Linked DNA regions of Mus musculus: region 2 is linked to region 1. Evidence: chromatin contacts called from public HiChIP or PLAC-seq data. All regions are on one chromosome and are shown on one strand. Each heading gives the region's core, a stretch centred on a gene start, on an enhancer-like site or on the middle of the called end of the contact. The rest is flanking DNA. Distances are from core to core; before and after follow the strand shown.

Region 1 (2,563 bases), core at 37-2,536:
ACAGGCAAATCTTTTGGAGGCATTTTCCCAATTGAGAGTCCCTTTTCCCAAATGACTTGGGTCAAACTGACATAAAACTAGTCGGCCCACATGGCAAGAATCCCCTCCTCCATCTCAAAAACATCATAAAAAGTTTAAAAAGGTCACCTTGGGTCTGAGATGTAGTTTCATGGTAGAGTGTTTTATCATGCAGGAAGCTCCATGTTCCATTCCTAGTACCTCAAATAAATATTTTAAAAGCCGATTTGAGGCCAGGTTGTGGTGAATCATACTTTTAATCCCAGCACTCTGGAAGCAGAGGCAGGTTTGTCTCTGAGTTTGAGGCCTGATCTACAGAGTTAGTTCTAGGACAGACAGCCAGGGATATACATAAACTCTGCCTGGAAATAAATTAAAAATAAAAATAAAATAAAAAGCCAATTTGAATAAACCAAATACCTGAGTTCCGCTGTTTCTTCTTATTCATTTTATCTTTCCCTGAGAAATCTGAAAACAACAAACAAACTCTCCAGCTGTTGCCAGCACTGTATGTCCCCATCTGTACCCTGTCTCCCTCCTCCACTGGGCCCATCTGGCAGCCTGATGAGGGGAGTCAGCTGGTCTTCAGCAGGACACTGGGTGGGGCGACAGGTCATAGCCACCTTGGACCATGGCCAGGTAGCCATTCACACCCTTTCCCTGTGTGAAGGAACGATCTCGTCCTCTTCACGGTATCTGCTGGAGTCTCTGGGTTGGAGACAACTACGTTTCTCCCCCACCCACACCCAAAGCTTAATTATCTGGGACATGGGGTACTTGGAAGCTTCAGAGAGGTCTCTGGAGACCCACCAAAGTCACACAAGACTTTAGGAGGGCTACCCCGCGTCAGGAGTGGCTTCCGGCCAATGTCTTCAGACTGTGGGACCCATGGCAAGCCAGAACCAACCTGGGCCACAGCAGTAATGGAAGTTGCTCTGTCCTTAGTCGGGACGAGGTCAACCTGGATCTGATGGGGAATAGGTCGCCTAGGTCACTGGCGTAACGTTCTGAGAAAATACCCACATAGGCAGTCACGGGGACCGCGTGGCAAACTGGCGGTGGGAGACAGGAAGGCCTGAGGCCTGACACTGTGGACTCGGCTCCTGAAGACCTGCGCCACAGACGGGAGAGCAGGAGCATCCACACCCACACCCACACCCGCACCCACTCCACCACAAAGCCTAACAGAACGATGTGCGGCGGTGTGGAGCCACAGACGTCACACTGCCGCGCCCTCACACCTGCAGCTCTCTCTCTTTTTCCCGCCCGTGAGGCCACGCCCCACGCACGCGTAGTACCGACTACACACCTTACGCATGCTCCGCCTTCTCTCTGCCCTACTTTATGCTAGGCGCATGCGCCTCCACGCTCTGACTGCCGGGAATTGTAGTTTAACTAGAGAGCCCACGAATCCAGCCGCCGCGCTCCTGAAGGCCAAGGCGGAAGCTGGGCGGCCCAAACTCGAGAATCCCGGGGGGCCGGGCGCGGAGGAGGGACTCAGGGCTCAGGAACAGCGCGAGCTCTGAGACTCGACTTCGGTGAAGAGGCAAGGCAAGGCAAAGGTGCAGGGGCTGGTAGTCCGGGCTTCGAGCCTGGAAGATGCACAAGAGGAATGGACCCCAGGCACCCCCGGGCCGAGGTGCTGTCACTGCCCGCCAGGTGAGTGTGTGCCCCTCTACCCACCGAGGGGTACCTGCCCACCCTTCCTCAGAGTCTCTCTCCACCCTTCCTCACACTCGCGGGGAGTGCCCCACCCCCAGAAAAGCCTGATCCTCGCCACCAGGTGAACCCTGGTCTCCGCCCCGCCCCCGAGGTGAGGTGTATGGCCTACTGGGTTGGGCCATCCAGCTTCTAGCTTCACACCCCAGATTCAGGGAACACCTGTTGCTGCAGCACTTCCAACCGGGAAGGGAAAGCAATCAGACCGGCTTTTCAGGCCTTTGCATTAACTGGGTCAGGCCACACTCTACACCCATTGTACAGATGAGGACACTAAGGATAAGGGAGGCGCAGAGATCTATCTAGTCAAGGTCACAAGGATGAAGCACCTGGCCAGACAGAAATGTCAGTCCAGAGGTGTACAGGAAAACCTACAAGACTGTGGCCCAGAGCCATACTCCCAGATTCAGGGCCTGTGGGAGTTTGATTTGTCCCATCTTTGAACCAGGGATCCCAGGGCTCTGTGCTCAGGTTCCCCCTGACCTAGGTACATTTGACTGAATGTATTTGTAGTTTGGAGCCTCAGTTTTTCCACCTGTGGAATGGAAGCCTAGAAGAGTCCTTAAAGGGCAGTTATAAAGACTTACTGAGACTATTTATGGAAAAATGCTAGAACAGAGGGAGTGTGGCCGCTGGATTCTTGGGCTCTCTGTGACTAATGGCTTCACTCAATAGGTGAAGCCATGCATAACTGCTAAGATTTGGCCAATTTGGACCTATAGAAAGGGTAATTTCATGTAACTCATCATATTTTGTTGGTCACTAGCCAAAGCAGAAGGGCAGGTCTATAAAAAAGACCCAGTTCTTCAACTTTGCCCCCACTGTT
Region 2 (2,563 bases), core at 41-2,540, 820 kb before region 1:
GCACACAGGGGGATTCTTCCCATCACCATCTAGCTCTGGTATGGAGCACAACCCATCATTATTGAGAATAGCAAAATACAGCAAGGCAGCCTGTCTCCAGAGAACTGAGACTCCTTTGGCAGGTACCTTCCAACAAGGTGCCAAATGCTAATTACTATCATCTTCGTGTGGGCTTGGGTGTCATTGTTTCCATTCTTTATAAGATGAAAAACGGGAAGACACAGTTTGTCCCTATAATTTGGGCGGTCCTTCATCCTCTCTGCACCTCCCACTTCACCACCTACCTCAAGACCCCTGCAACCCTCCTCCTGCAGCCCCTTACCACGCCAGGTGGGTGAACTGAGAGTCCACAGACACTCCCAGCACCTCGCAGCCTAGCTTTCGGAAGTCCTCAGCATGGTCGCTAAAAGCGATGATCTCCGTGGGGCAAACAAAAGTGAAGTCCAGTGGGTAGAAAAAGAGGACCACGTACTTCCCTAGGGAAGAGGAGAACGGAAGGGAAGTCAGTGCTAACTTCTTTCACATGTAGACCCTGACCCCACCTGCTCCCACTCCGCTCAGCCTCACCTCTGTAGTCCGAAAGCTTGATTTCCTTGAAGGCACCATCCACCACCGCTGTGGCCGTGAAGTCAGGAGCCGACTTTCCGATTTGCGCGTTGCCGGAGGCCATGACTGAAATCAGAGACCCACACAAGCTTGGTCTTTAGAGCCTTAGAAGATCCTTTGTCTTGCCTTTCCAAGGTCACTTTTGGTGCTAAGTCTAGATAGTAAAACCGAGAGAGGTGGAAGGAGCGCTCATATTCACCCTCCCAGTATAAAGTCTGCAAGGCCTCTGAATACCCGCCCCCCTAAACAGGGAACGAATGATGGGTCACCGCTGCTACCCAAATTATGGAGTCAGACCGAGTGCGGGTGGAGGGGGAAGTGAGCTCCTAGTTCCAGAATAGGACGGCTAAGCTAAGAGCGATGGACTGCCGAGCTCGGTGATCCAGCCTGCAAGCCAGGGCTCGGGCCTTGGTTTCCCGGGCAAGGACAAAGCGGCCACCATTGAACATGGAAAACAAAGACCTCCAAGCATAGAGGTCGTGATGAGGCCTGCACCACACTAGTGGGGCTCCTCCCATTCGTGTGCATTCTGGGTTTTCATACCTGCGTGAGCAAGAGCCGGACACACGGACGTCCAGACACGGGTAGAGACAGGAAAGAGATCTCAAAACCGAGAGAGCCCTAGGCCGGAGAACCTTTTATGCGTGGCCCAAACCACACCAGGCAGTGCGCGGGGAGGTGGGCGGGACAGCGCCGCGGTCGGATCCATTGCGGCTGCCGGGGGGGTGAGGGGAAGGCGCCGCGTGGCCCGGTCCACACGCTTTCACAAGGGTTGGGTGGGGTGTGCCCTTTCGGACGCCAAGATTGTCTGTGCTGTGGGCTCCTCGCGAGCCTCGGCCACGGGGCGCGTTGGGGTCGGTTGGAATCCGGGCATGGCCCGGAGCCACTTGGCTCCGTTGCTGACTCCCCTAGTGCTCCTAGGTCTGGTGTCCCCTACTCAGATCGACCCAGACTACCAATACTTTGGCCCGCACGGTGAAGGTGATACCTGGGAGCTGCTGACGCTGCAGCGACAAAAGGGTAAACTAGCAGGTGGACGGGAGTTACGCTATGAAAAGGTGTCCTCCCCACCCCAACCCCCGAAGGCCTCACTTGGCCAAGGCCCTACAAACAGACCCTCTCTGGCTGACTTCAGATCCCTGCCCAGCTCAGTGCAGGCTGGGTCTCAAGGAACTGGGCACTTTTTCTCTGAGTGTGATTTCTCGTCTGTGAGTTATTGTTTTGTTTTATTTTGTTCCGTTTCACTTTATTGAAAATTTACAGCCATGCCCCAACCGTACTACCTTTTGTTCTCAACTTCTTGCCCCGCAGCTTCCTTGGTCATCTGATAATTATATTAAACACTGCCTGTCTAATAAACAACCTATTAACATAGTGCTAGAAGGGTGGAGGCAGAGAAAGAAACTGGCCAGTCAGCTTGAGGTGGTAAGAACCAACACAGCTGGAATGACTAGCACAGTTAAAGTCACAGGGACTGTGAGACAGTGAAAAGGGAACAGCAAAAGGCCTAAGGGAAGAATAGGGAAAGGGGATGCCATTTGGCAAAGATCTGCTGAGGAAGGGTGTGGGGCACCAGCCTTTGTGAGTTCATCTACATGAGGAAGTATCAGTGAAGAATTCTGATGAAGGGTTGGGATTGCATTTGGTACTCAGTTGGTGGAGCACTGGCCCAGCATGTCCGAAGTTTTGATCCTTCCCCAGCGCTGCATAATCCACTGTACCCGTACACACCTACAATCCTAGCATTTGGGAGGAGTAGGGACCTGAAATTCAAAGACATCTTTGGCTACCCAAGGACTTGGAGGCCAGCTTGGGGTACATGAGGCTCTGTTGTTTTGTTTTGTTTTTAAGGAAGGAAGGAAAGAAAGGAAAGGAAAGGAAAGGAAAGGAAAGGAAAGGAAAGGAAAGGAAAGGAAAGGAAAGGGTCTTGTAAAACTGTAGGTCAGTGGCTCTTTAG

What was found. HiChIP or PLAC-seq counts read pairs in DNA pulled down with a chosen protein or histone mark.
Region 2: a contact with region 1 is called in a FOXA1 HiChIP or PLAC-seq map of pancreatic cancer cells. The contact joins the promoter of Prdx2 here to the promoter of 4930432K21Rik in region 1. A contact is called at or near these places in 1 of 39 promoter capture datasets (cranial neural crest) and 1 of 115 datasets of contacts at active chromatin or transcription factors (pancreatic cancer cells).

What each region holds. Positions count from the first base shown.
Region 1 is chr8:84,146,761-84,149,323 of GRCm38.p6, reverse strand. It overlaps 4930432K21Rik (RIKEN cDNA 4930432K21 gene), which reads right to left and starts at 1,286. Exons shown (of 9, transcript NM_029045.2): 1 at 926-1,286; 2 at 439-486. The coding sequence starts at 466. It overlaps Cc2d1a (coiled-coil and C2 domain containing 1A), which reads left to right and starts at 1,407. Exons shown (of 29, transcript NM_145970.2): 1 at 1,407-1,677. The coding sequence starts at 1,618.
Region 2 is chr8:84,968,349-84,970,911 of GRCm38.p6, reverse strand. Prdx2 (peroxiredoxin 2) reads right to left here and starts at 1,290. Exons shown (of 6, transcript NM_011563.6): 1 at 1,150-1,290; 2 at 568-672; 3 at 323-476. The coding sequence starts at 670. It also overlaps a transcript of Rnaseh2a not described here.